Regions from separate parts of the Mus musculus genome. Here region 1 is linked to region 2. A link is a contact called in public Hi-C data. All regions are on one chromosome and are shown on one strand. The core of a region is the stretch at or near the end of the contact, and the rest is flanking DNA. Distances in the headings are between cores, read along the strand shown.

Evidence for each region. Hi-C and Micro-C count contacts between places; a contact is called where the count stands out from the background.
Region 1: a contact with region 2 is called in a Hi-C map of the HPC-7 cell line, with 1.7 times the contacts expected there. The contact joins two enhancer-like sites. A contact is called at or near these places in 5 of 39 promoter capture datasets (the C10 cell line, the HPC-7 cell line, fetal liver and 2 more), 3 of 484 Hi-C or Micro-C datasets (the G1E-ER4 cell line, the HPC-7 cell line and round spermatid), 1 of 115 datasets of contacts at active chromatin or transcription factors (embryonic stem cells) and 3 of 9 other capture datasets (adipose tissue, liver and pancreatic islet).

What each region holds. Positions count from the first base shown.
Region 1 is chr1:97,778,149-97,784,905 of GRCm38.p6, reverse strand. It overlaps Gin1 (gypsy retrotransposon integrase 1), which reads right to left. Exons shown (of 8, transcript NM_026250.3): 4 at 1,674-1,979; 5 at 1-153. Among named protein-coding and RNA genes, the nearest start is that of Gin1, 11 kb to the right of the region's middle. Within about 2 kb of position 3,120, at least 10 of the 459 cell types and tissues checked have an H3K27ac peak or open chromatin away from gene starts, as enhancers often do. A contact at or near this core is called in the HPC-7 cell line, where this site is marked.
Region 2 is chr1:97,702,260-97,709,153 of GRCm38.p6, reverse strand. It overlaps Ppip5k2 (diphosphoinositol pentakisphosphate kinase 2), which reads left to right. Exons shown (of 28, transcript NM_173760.5): 28 at 1,324-3,111. The coding sequence ends at 1,436. Among named protein-coding and RNA genes, the nearest start is that of Macir, 44 kb to the right of the region's middle. Within about 2 kb of position 3,518, at least 16 of the 459 cell types and tissues checked have an H3K27ac peak or open chromatin away from gene starts, as enhancers often do. A contact at or near this core is called in the HPC-7 cell line, where this site is marked.

The sequences.
Region 1 (6,757 bases), core at 1,871-4,370, 76 kb before region 2:
ATGCTCATCCCAGCTGTTGGGGTGGTCGGCACAGTGTTTGGAGAGGAATGTTTTGATGGTGCTAGGTGTGTTTTCAGCTGGATTAACACTTCCAGAAGCACGAGAAATTACAATCTCTTTTGCACCAAATAATCTATATAGTTCTACATTGATCTAAAAAATATGAAAAGAAAACAGACTGCTTAAAGTTCACACTTTCCCTCTGGCTTAAAAAAATTTCAAGAAACCCAGATTTTGTCTTCCATTGGCCACAGGCATTTAGATAAAACACATGCATTTGGGTAAAGTCCTACAGACTGAGTCTGATCCACATATTAGTTTTGTCTTACATTTTTGTCATAACATGCTAAGACAATTTTATGATGTATTACTAACTTCATTTTAAAGACAGAAGCTTATTAATTAAGCTTTGGTAGTCTAAGCACCTTAAGGAAAAACAGAATTCAAAACTAACTCTGTGATCATGTCACTTTTTAATTCAGACACTGTAAGTAAGTAATGTAAAACAACTATTTTTCTGCCTTGATGATCCCAGTTGTTGTTGCTGTGTTATTATTTAGTTTAATTTAGCTAACCTTCCACTGATAAGTTTCTCTGTATATGTATGTATGTGTATGTATGTATATGTATATCTATCTATCTATCTATCTATCTATCTATCTCTCCAACCAAACACACTTTCCCCAAGACCCTCAGAGGGTAGACATGGTCACATGAAAGCTATAGTAGAAAAAAATTTAAATTAAAATTGCTGTACAAACTCGGCAAGCACTAGCTTTTTTGTTCCCTGTCCTCTCTTGTTAACTGTAATATAAATATTATGACCTGGGCTCTGGTGGCTCTACTGTTAGCACAAGACTGACAATTCCACTCCAAAGATAGAAGAGTAGTGTGGAGCCTGGGTCCCACTGATGCTCAACTTTCACGCTAACCTTCTCTTTTATGTGAGTACAAAACTTCTATTTCAATTGTGATCTTGGGAAAGGAAGAGGAATTCTTTATTGCTTGCACCTGAGTATGACTCCTCACCAACTCTTAGGTGGGAGGCTGTAAGACTCTTGAGTTACGTGACCACTATGGGTAGCTTGGTGAAATTTAGATTTTGTATTCATAAATTCACTTAATGGTTGAAATGAAAGAAGGACTGAGGAATCTACTTCTACTAGCTGTTTTCCACTTTTCCCCTACTGTGCTTCACATACCATATGTGCCTAATGAATGACTTAGTGTGCTATGTTAATGTGCAACATTAGTGAAGACTTTTCGTTTGTCTACATATTAGTATGTATATATACATATACATATTTAGTTAGTATACATATTATCACAGCTACCTATGTAAATATATAATATGCACATATAAAATTATTCTTAATATTTTAACATGATATAAATATGTTCAATTATAGCACTCGTTAACATCATTTTATTATATTTTTATTTTTAGTTGTTCTTAAGCTTCAAGTAAAAAAGTATTATTTGATCCAATCATCTCATTTTAGTTTAAAGAGATCAAAAGATAGGTTTACAACAAAATCTAGTAGTATACATTATCTACCTCCATATTTACAGAAATTTATTTCAGTGTATTAAACACCCTCTAAAACACAAAGCACGGTGTGCCAGACACTGAAAGAGTGATACATGCTCCCGAATGTGAGTACTTTTCCTACCTGTTCAATGAATTCATCTCTTTGGTCCATTATTATTTTCTGAGGAGGTCCATATAGAAAAAATATATTGATAATAGCTTTAGAAATTTCTGATGCTGAAACATCACATAAAGGCAAAATCATAACCCATTTTGTGAACAAATCTGTCATGATTATAGCATACACATGACTTCTGTTGCTTGTATGGAAAGGTCCCATCAGATCAACAGTAACTACACTCCACGGGTTTCCCACCATGGGAAGGTGCTGCTGAGGTGCTACGATAACTGTATTTTTTGCTACTTGGCAATGCTGACAAGCATATACCTACAGAGAGGCACACAATAAGGAAAATACATATAAATGTTAAAATATTCACTATAACATAAATCAGTTTTATAAAGCAGAATCTTAACATGGTCAACAGGTACTGTGTGTCTTAGAAATTCCTTTAAATGATACCTTTTATTTGGAACACCAGGCAATTACCAGTGGCAGCAGCTGTGCAGCTAGTAAGTCCAAAGAGCCGCAGCACAGGGGCTCTTCCCTGCTACTTGGACTAAACGACGGTCTCAGTAGGCTCTTACGCAAATGAAATGGAATTCTGGTTCATATGCAAATATATACTGAATCAAGATCTCAAGTAAGTTTTCTATTATTTTATCTTTAGCTGACAAAAAATTTCTACAACTAGCTGTGGTGGCTAGTTTAGACGCTGCAGAGCTGCCATAGTCACAGAATCAGCACAACAATGGCCCCAAAATAAATAAATAAATAAATAAATAAATAAATTCAAGTTGGGTTATATAATAAGAGCTTATCTTTAAAAAAAAAGGAAGAATACAAAAAGGAAAAACTAACCTCAAATGAACTATCATGCAATATTCTCCTTTTCCATAATTTTAAGCCACCATGGAACTATGTAATAAAGTATACATACAAATGATATTTCTTCCTACAATTTTTATTCTACAGTTTATTCATTCGTCTATTTCACTAATATTTGCTAAACTGCAATTTTAATAAAAAAAATAAGGATGGCAGAAACCTTCCCACTACCTAGGGAAAGCCTAGGTACCATGAACCTTCATGCAATGTCCGTGTTTCTCAACCTGTGGCCTGAGACCCCTTGGGGGTTGCATATCATATAACCTGCATATCAAAGAGCTATAGTACGATTTATAACAGTAGCAAAATGACAGCTATGAAGTAATAAAATAATTTTATGGTTGAGGTCACCACAACATGAGAAACTATAAGCGTCACAGCATCAGGAAGGTTGAGAACCACTGCTGACTAATTTATAGAAGGTATTATTTTTAAAACATTTCCAGAATCTCAGTTAGGAAAGTATTTTCAACCAACTTCTAAGAAAAAAAATGTAGAACAAAACCACAATACTTCCTCATTATGGTAAGAGTCTTTTGTTTAACGGCGATAGGTAGGAGGGCAGATGGTGTGAAGGCACAGAAGCATGGACAAGAAATGGGAGTGGACCGGTCTGGACAGTCCTCCTCATCTGATGCCTGATCATCTCACTTCTCAGCTTAAATGCATTCCCCAGTGTTGCGCGCGCTCAACAGGCCAGGAAGAACGACGCTGCTACAGGATCCTTCTGCACACGTTTATTCAGTCCTGTTTCTTCTTTCTCTATATCTCCCTTGTTCATATCTCCCCTGTTTATATCTCCCCTGTTTTTATATCTCCCCTTGTTTATATCTCCCTTGTTTATATCTCCCTTGTTTTTATATCTCCCCTGTTTATATATCTCCCCACTAATAGTAATCCTCTCTCGAATAATAATCCTCCCTCTAACCCGGGCCTCTCACTCTTATATACTCTCAGTTCCCATCCACGCACAGCAGGCCACGCCACCTCACCAGGCACACAGCTTCAGCTAATCAGGGCAGCAGGGGCATATCTCCATCAAAATGGATTCACCAGTATCCTGGTACACCTGTGCAGCTCTCAAGATGTTTGTGGCTTATATGAGGAAGTCAGGTGCAAGTCATAAGACTTAGCTGCAGTGCCTGGCACTTTTGGGACTGCCGCCACACCTGCTCCCCACAATTCCCCCTTTTTTCTTTTTTGGCAGAGAGAATGTCTGTAGATAGCCCCCAGCAGCCATGCCCCTTACCCGTCCTTGGGTGACAAACAGCATTGGTTTGATCCCTGTCTTAGGTTGGTGACATGCCCAGGGAGTCTTATCACTGATTACCTCTCTATCATGCCAAGCCACTCCTGGGGAGATTGTGTTTTGCTTGCGGCAGGTGCATCAAAAGGCCAGGATATTAATTAACCTATGGCCAGATCTTAATTGCTGCAAGCAAGCCTCATGGGTGAAGGTAGAGGTCTGATCCCCAGTGTGCAAGCATAGGGGCCCTACACAAAACCATCCCTTAGGCTCATCACCCAGAGAGGTCTTGGCCAGCTCCCGTGTCGTTTTTCCTGAGGGAAGGGAACTAGGACACTGAACCTTCATGCAATCAGACATACCTTCCACAGGATGCCAACAGCAAGCTATCCTCTGTGCAGTGCTTAGCCTCGCACCCCACGGCATAACGCAGCATAATTTCTTTTAGAGCGGCAAACCGAATCTGAGGAGATTGTCCCGCCTCCACTGCAGCAAAAGCCTACGCTACCATGGCGAAAGTGCGGGTCGCACACTCTGCACCTAACACATGTGCCAAACACAAAACACACACACACTATAACAAGCATACATCCCAGGGCTCTCATCCCCGCTCATCTTCCCTGAAGCAAGGGATAGATGGCCAGCGGGGCTATCTCTTTAGGGGGAATTCAGGGATCAAAAAGCGTGGAAAAATTTGAATGTCATGTCGAGCTGGTATCGGCTTCTGGAATACCGAAAGGATCTCCCATCTCGGCTCCATCGTTTGTGCTTGTGGGATCATCCACCACATCCACGGGGCAACTGGATCAGGAGCCTCATTCTTGTAGCGTCTCACCAATCTCTCCACCACCCAAAGAGGTTCAGTCTGGTCCTGTGGAAACACACAAACAGACCCTCTCGCCCACGTCAACACCTGATCTACTCGATCCCAGGGGAGATGGACACAATACCTCGTGGTAATGAGACCATAACCTCAATCACCTGTGTGTCCATCTGGGGAGTCAATAGCCAAATCTCTGGACAGAAGGTCCACCTACAGGTGGCTGCTGAGGAGGCATAGGGAGGCGGCACAAAAGCTAATTCGCCTTCCTCCTCCACCTCGGCTCTTTTATTTTGTCCTTTCTGTCCACCTGATAACACTGTCTTTCTTTTTCCTTTTTCTTTTTAAGCCCTTCTCCTTTTCCGACATACTTTCTTGTTGCTCTGTAAGGATTTTCTGACCTGTCTTGACTGCCTCTTGATTCAAACAGTAACAGAGTCCATATATCAGAACAAACAAGACCAAAACTATCAGACCTACCCACAAAGGGTCAATGGGAGAAAAAAGCATAACTACACAGCGAGGATCTATTGATCACTACACTGAGGTTATCATAGTTCCTTAACTTGTCCCCAAACAGGGAACCTTAACTTGTCCCAAAGCCGGGAACCTTAACTTGTCCCAAAGCCGGGAACCTTTCGTTACCTTGTGCCTGCTTCCTGGCAACTTTATATTCCCCTCTATTTTATCCGAGGTCCTTCCCAAACTCCTGGGTTACTTTGTGCCTACTTCCTGGCAACTTTATGCTCACCTCTATTTTATCCGAGGTCCTTCCCAAACTCCTGGGGTCGCAAGTTTCACTCACCGTGAACTTACCCTGCCTGCAACCACTGACTGCTGAAAGTTCTGAACTCGGTGGGGGAGTCGGTTCCCCGTACGGGCCACCAATTGTCGCGTCCACTCTCGACCAGCAAGAACGACACGACCACCAGTCCTTCTAACAGCAGTTTATTCAGTCCTCATCTTTCTTCTTTCTCTTCATCAGTACCGTTCCCCAGCTGAAGAGTTCTGAATCCACGCCGGATCCTTCTCAACAGTCTGTTTTACGGGAACTTTTATTAACCACTCCTTCCCCGTGATGCAGTTCTGAATCCTCCCTGTAGCAGGGGGTCTTCGCTCTTGCCTGAAGATGTTTCTTTTCCTGGGTTTCTCGTCCCAGGTCTTCTCGTCCCGTCCCGAGTTTTTCTTCCCGGGTTTCAGCACCAACTGTTGCGCGCGCTCAACAGGCCAGGAAGAACGACGCTGCTACAGGATCCTTCTGCACACGTTTATTCAGTCCTGTTTCTTCTTTCTCTATATCTCCCTTGTTCATATCTCCCCTGTTTATATCTCCCCTGTTTTTATATCTCCCCTTGTTTATATCTCCCTTGTTTATATCTCCCTTGTTTTTATATCTCCCCTGTTTATATATCTCCCCACTAATAGTAATCCTCTCTCGAATAATAATCCTCCCTCTAACCCGGGCCTCTCACTCTTATATACTCTCAGTTCCCATCCACGCACAGCAGGCCACGCCACCTCACCAGGCACACAGCTTCAGCTAATCAGGGCAGCAGGGGCATATCTCCATCAAAATGGATTCACCAGTATCCTGGTACACCTGTGCAGCTCTCAAGATGTTTGTGGCTTATATGAGGAAGTCAGGTGCAAGTCATAAGACTTAGCTGCAGTGCCTGGCACTTTTGGGACTGCCGCCACACCTGCTCCCCACACCCCAGCTATAAACAGCATGATTTTTAAAAGGACATCTTTTCTCAAATTGTAACCACTTGATGGCTGTTTGACTGAATGCTGTACAGGAACATTTAGAATGCTTACAGTTTGGGTTTAAGTTCCTGCTATTTAGATTTGACACCTTCCTTTCTTCTTTTCCTCCTTTTTTTGTTTGTTTGTTTTTGGTTTTTCAAGACAGGGTTTCATTGTATAGCCCTGGCTGTCCTGGAACTCACTCTGTAGACCAGGCTGGCCTCGAACTCAGAAATCTGCCTCCCTCTGCCTCCCGAGTGCTGGGATTAAAGGTGTGTGCCACCCCTGCTCAGCTCTTTCCTTTCTTTCCTTCCTCCCTCCCTTCCTTCTTTCCTCCCTCCCTCCCTCCCTCCCTCCCTCCCTCCCTCCCTCCCTCCCTCCCTCCCTCCCTCCCTCTTTCCTTCC
Region 2 (6,894 bases), core at 2,269-4,768:
AATTTTTCTTTCTCAGTTTTTATTTATTAAACATAATGATTTATTTCAACATAGATCATGAAATTACTGCTTTAAAAATTGTTTTTAAATTATTCATTTTCTGATAGTCTGTCAGTTTTATCCTTTACAAGAAAGATGTTTTTCTATTCCTTTCTACATTAAATATTTATAATACTGTACATTAATCTTGTGTGTTAAGTAACTTTTAAATCCTAGACATTATAAATGTTATGTTATAGAAGCTTTGGACTCTGCTATTTCAATAATATGTCTCCAAAGCATATTGTTTTATTTTAAAAGTAAAGAGGTAAATTTGCCAAACTCAGATTTTAAGATGATGTCCCTGAAGTGGCTGACAGCTCATGTATTAAATTCTTTTCTTGTTGTCTGTGCTACCTGAGGCTTTCTGTGCATGCAATAGATTAATCACAGTTCAAGGGTGAGTTAGTCTCACCCTTCCTGTCAGATGTAGTTGTCATCTGTTTCTTTATACTAGTAAGACTCACTGTTATGCTGGAGATTTAGCCAAGTTCTGTGATGGACCTTGAGAACGATTCTCAGATAAAAGGTGTTAGGAAGGAGTGATGGAGGACCACGCTGTGCTGCTTTCTCCTCACACAAGTTGATTCTGCTCCAGTAACTGTCCGATTCTGTCACTTTCTGCTATCCTGATAACACCATCGTTAAGGTTGTTCTTTCTGTCTGTGGCCAAGCAATTGTGGGTCATATGAAGAAATGTCAGCCTGACAGACATGTGCCTGTACAGTAAAGTAGAGCTGTAACTACACTGAGATTAGCTCTCTGACTAGGCCTGACTCTGATGTTGGTTCTGAGTTGAGAGGGAGGGCTTCTGGCCTTCCAGCCTTCCATCTTGGCATAGGAATGAGATGGAAGGCATAAGAGGATATGGTTCCTAGAGAGGGAATTACATCCAGTTTTAAGCAAGTTTCATTTAAATTTCCTTTCAAATATAAGCAGAGACAGTTCTAATTGGCAGTTGTATTTCTATATCTGGAGCTAAGGGGAAAGACCTGGCAACAAGGATGAATGAGATTAATAGAATGGATTGTACTTATGATGGAAATGAATATTTGCTATGAAGAATATAGAGTGAACTATAAAAAGCTGGTTTTAGGAACACAGCCTGTTTGTCGTTACTTTTCTGTATTTGTGTTGACTTGTAAAACATTAGTGTCATATTGAAAGCCTGCAATGTTTTATCATAACTGTAGCGCATACAGCCACATCGCCCACCAGCGTTCTCTTAACCCTGTTGATTGGTGCAAATCCCAACGGCACTGGTTCTTTCTTCTGTTTGTATAGCAGCCGGCGGACCATCTCAGGCAATGGCTCCCCATACCTCATCTCGGAAGAAGAGCATAAATAGCAAAACCGAGGGGCATGAACCCAAGAAAAGCACTGGGAAGAAAAGATGAGCACACACCAGAACCGAAAGTTTCCATGCTTATAAAGGGACTTGTTGCTTAGCAAAAAGAATGTCTAAGAAACCTTGACTGAAGCTGGTCAGAGCCAGTGATTCATGTGTTATCATGCTTTACTTTATACATCTGTGTATTTCTTTAAACACCTCGAAAGCTAGAGGACCTCCTGTTTTTATTCAAACAAGGAGCTCTGGCAGGATCTAGAAATGTTCAAAAGAATGTCTGTCCGCTTTGTGTAAGGAAATTCATGACAACTGCTATTGCTGTCACTGTGATGATTCCCATGTGCCTGTGGCAGAGACAAAGGACACAGGAACCCGGCTGACTGGTACCAAAGTGCACTCTCTTCAGGTGCCTCTACACACATGCATTTCTACAGAATTACACTTAGCGAGTGGGATTGGACAGGCAAAGATCATGTGTTGATGACTTTTTTTAAAAAGTACATTTCCAAAGAGATCTCGTTGACCATTTACATTACAATGTTTTTGTCATTGCTACAGTAACATATGCTGCAATATTTATTGACTGGATTATATAGACCATGAATTATTTTTTCAATTTGTGCTTTGAATTTTTTATTGTGAATTATTTAAAATATTACAAATGCAGGTGGGAGAACTATACCTTTATACACATAAATTTACAAGTTAATCTGTAGAAAATATTTTCTTTATACATATCTTTACCATCAAGAAAAATTTCTTGGTTCACCAAGAAAAGGTTTTTTTTTTTTTTTGTATTAGCAAGAGAGGCAATTTTTTAGAGTTTCTTTTTATGAACTGTAACTGCTAAATTTGTAAATCTTACACGTGATTTTCTGAGTTTTTCTTGAGACCTATGGACTCAGGTCTATGATGCGAGTTCTGCTGTTCATAAGTGTCATCCAGGGTATAGTTCTTGTGTTTCCATTCTTATGTCCAGTGTATTTGATGATTTCACCAAGAAAACTCAAAAGATTGAACATTTGTAGTAAGTAAATGGTGTTTACAAATGATGAGATTTGGAAGAAAGATGGAGATGACTATTGTAATTTCGTCTAATATTTAAATAAAAGGACATCATTCTCCTTGGTGCTCTTTCTCCCTGATGCACAAGTAATTGTTTGAAATATTTTAAATTACTCACAAACTAAACAACCTGCTAAATAAAAATCTCAAACATTGGCTATAATGCAACTTAAGGTAGTAAGCTGTAGCTTCAAGCTTATGTTTAGAAGTACTGGACCCTTATTGTATAGTTAGTGTAATTCTTCAAAAGAGACTTCTAACCTTAAATAATCTTACATGAACTGACTTCTAGAGAATAGGCGTATTATATTATCTTGGTTGTTTAAAAAGGGATGAGATACAGAAGCTCCAAATATATACAAATAAATAAGTACATATATACTTCACTTGAATGTAAATGGATTATATGGTGGTAAATCTTGTAAACAATCGAATGTATGTATGTTCTCTGTGTGTGAATATGTGATTAATGTACTCATGGGGGGTGAGGAGACTACTTTTATTTTTTAAGTGGAATGAATTAAAATTCTTTTTAGAATAAGAGTGACTTGAATTTAAAGCATTTTATTTGTGTTCTTTCTTTTATGTTTTGAAATAGAAAATCCCCAGCAGCATTTTACATTAAGTACTATTCAATAAAACTCATGAGTGAGCATACACATAGCAGTGTATTGTCCTCTGCCTTATGAAGTATGTTAGCACTCGCTTTCCTCAGTATTAATCAGTAATTTCGGCTTTACCTTATTCACCCCAATCAATACTGTTGCTTTGTATGCTCATCTCTTTGCAAGAATCATAGAATTGTTTTTTAAAACACACTATCAGAGAGTCAATTTCATAACAGCAAAATAACATCACCACCATTTATGGAAGTTTGTCTGAAATAGCTGTTTCTACCAGTACTCAGGAGATGTGGGGTTTGAGAGTTTTTTAAGTGCTAAAACATGTTTATTTTTTATTTGTTTATTTATTTTGGGGTTGGGTTTGTTTGGTTTTATTTTTTGCTGCCCACTTTTCCAGCCAGCAAAGAAATGAGGAAGTCAAGCTTGAGGAATTGTCAAGTCACCCTGAGCTGTTTGTTAGTCTTGATAATTTATCATTCATTCCTTAACCCTCAGGAATCCTATATCTCAGGCCTAATAGCCTGTTGGCAGGCCCTGCTGGCCTGCTTTTAATGAGGTACATAGTCCATTCTGTATGACTAATAAACTCAAGAGGGAATTTGTTAATACACAGCTATCATGTATTAAAAAGAAGTATACTGGACATTTTAAGACAAACAGAAAATTGAGACAGAAAGGAAACTGTGATGTGGCAGAGCACGTGGCCCTGTGCTCGATATTTGTACAGCTCAAAAAACACGATAGGTGACAGCAATGAAGAAAGTTTAAAGTTTCAAGAGGAATCTGATGTAAAACTCAGGACTGTTGGGAGCCCTTAACTGGAGGCCGGACTTGTACAGAGGGAGAAGGAGAGGGGAGCGTAAATAGCAGTAAGGATGTTTGAAAAGGCCATAGGAAGCCATTATTTTCTGTTTAAGTATAAATATGTATAAAAAACTTAAATTGAATTATGCCTTATGCCACCTGGGGTAATAATACTTCCTCCAAAAGCCATAGCCTGTCTAACTACAACAACAACAAAACAAACAAACAAACAAACAGTTCCAGGAATGGAAAGCTTATTCTCAAGTTGTTGGTCCGAGTAGACCAAGAGATTGCCAAAGCATTACTATTGCCCTAGGTTGCCTCCCAGAACCTGAAGGATCTATTGCTGAAGATAGCACACATGTTGGACATAGGACTTGAGGGAATCACCCTGGGGACTAGAGATAACAGTATCCAAAGGTTCTACAAAAGCTGCCAAGGTAGGTAAGATGTTAGTCCTCACCAGCTATAAACTCATGAATCACAACAGTGACTACCCCAGCAAGTACAACAGTAGTACTTCTATCTTGGGAGAAACCAATAGCTGTGTAGTTGGACTTGAGGCTCCACTCACTGAAGGGAAGTCCTGCCTAGTACTAGGAACCAAGTTACCTACCTGTGACTGCAGATGTCATGGGCCCCTTTATAAATACAGTCTAAATATTTATCATTTTCCCAACAGATAAGTACAGCTCTCTTACCTCATCAGCAGATTCTTATTGTAGTATATGGAGATTGTTACGGAAATCTACATCGGGTCCTAATGCAGAGAACAACTGACTGTGGAGTGCCAGATGCCAATTAATAAGCATTAAGTTAACAATGCAACCCCCTACACGCCTGAGGTTGAGGGGACATTGCAGAAGAGAGGGCAGAAAGACTGGAAGAGCAGGAAGCCTGACCAGGGAACATGAAGATTCAGCAATACTGTGGCCTAAACAAGACTTGAATAATGACTACATCCGTTGACATGGTGACATGCGTGGGGAAAGTTTCACAAGGCCTCACCTCTCGAAGGGCTACAGGCAATCATTGGGTACATAGAGAATACATGTTCTCCAGAATAAATGGATGAGCCTCCTGATCCAGGCCCAAAACACATGTATACGCAAGCGATACTAACTGGACTTAGCAAGTTCAATCGATGGATAGATGGACAGAAGCATGGGACAATCATGAGAGGTCATGGATTTGAGGGAATGGGGATTTTAAGGACGTGGGGGGAATTGAGAGTGGAAGAAATGTAAATACAATAATCAGCTATGAAATTCTCACCTTTTTAATTTAAAAAACCAACCTCATTAGCTAATGAGAAAGTGTTTTGACCAGGACTCTCCAGGTTTCTCTATAGTTTTTACTGCCTACTGTTAATGTAGTTTCATGCTAGAGTAGAGCCAAGATTTCACTTGTTTGCTGTTCAAGCTTCCCTAGAAGGCTCTCTGTCTCTCCGGGGAACTGGTCAAGCTGCTTTATTAACACCATTCTCCTTTCATTGTTTGAACAGCATGGAGTACCCTGTTATTGTACGGGTGGTGGGACCCCCACTGCAGTAGCCCCAGCTCTAGCCCCTCTCTCATGCTGCCATACCTACTGAAATGTATGCCTCTGGTTTCCCTTTTTCTAGAAAGCTGGGTACCAAAATGTTATCACTCAAAGCTCCATCATATTTCTATTCATGTTTATGGAAGATCCAATTTCTCTCTTTAGAATATAAGATTATAAAATACATTCCTTAATGTATGCTATATATTTTTAATGAATCACTGTTCGTATATATATCAGTGAGATGCACTAGTTACTTCCCCTTTGACCTTTGCACTATGTTACAGATAGAAATAGCAAAATTAAAATCTCCACTTAGGAATTTCTCTCCATCGTTTTAATCTCTGGTTTTTCCTTACTCTTTCTTTGTGGCTGTTTCCTAGCACATATAAATTATTTATGGCCACTTTACATTTGACTTTTATCCTAAAATATCACTTTACCCTATTGCATGTTTTGGACACTAAGTAGTTATGTAGTTGAGTTTATGGCCTATTACTTTGTATTCATATGTTCTATTAGTTGGAATCTTTTGTAGGAGTTGGCATATTATTTACAATGGGCTTTGCTTTAAAACTAATATCAAGATCTCTTGCAAAAGGTTTGTATAGTTCATTGATCTGTAATGTACCTTTGGAGGCAATACTTTCTGCTACTGTTGTCTTTACACTTTTCATCTTTCTGTAACCATACTTTTCATTGTGGAGAAGAAAATACCAATTAAAACTGGCTTAAACTGCTATGACAGTCATTATATATTTCTTAAGGTCTAAAAGCAGAGTTGGCCCCAGCCATCTTGCTATCTGCAATTATGTCATCAGTGACCTCATTTGTCTTGCTCTCTCCATTGACATAACGCAAACTTTATCTCAACAGTGTTTCACCTCATGCTCATCAGATGGCTTTCAATGGCAATTAGGGCTACATCCTTCCTTATTCATAGCTAGCCTAGCAAAAATTCATGGCAATTCTACCACAGTGATGAAATAGCTGTTCATTTAGTATAGTCAGAACAACTTGGTTGACCACCTCTCTGTCCACTCCCATGTTAATAGCATTCATGGAAAATTCCATGAACTGGAGCTGATGACCACTCAGCGTTGACACTTTGAACCAGATAATTGATCTGTGTTTAAAGATACTGAGCAACGTCTGTGAGAAACTGAGGTGCCACAGTAGTCATTTAAGATAAGGACCCAAGATGGGGTTACAAAACAGAGTACCCTAGGCTCCTGTCCCATCTCCCTCCAGTGGACAGGGATGAGGGGTGGTGATCTGTTGCTATCCAGGCAGGAGAAATTCACTGACGTGCAATGAACAATGCCTTACCACGTTGTGCCCTGAAGTAGGAGAAAACAACTTGTGTGGAGAAAACCCCAGTCAAGGCCTTGAAATAAATGAGTGCCTGCCTGGGATAAAGCTGGGTGTGGGCCCATCTCAGAGGGTCCCGGCCGACTATAGTTCTCTGCAGAG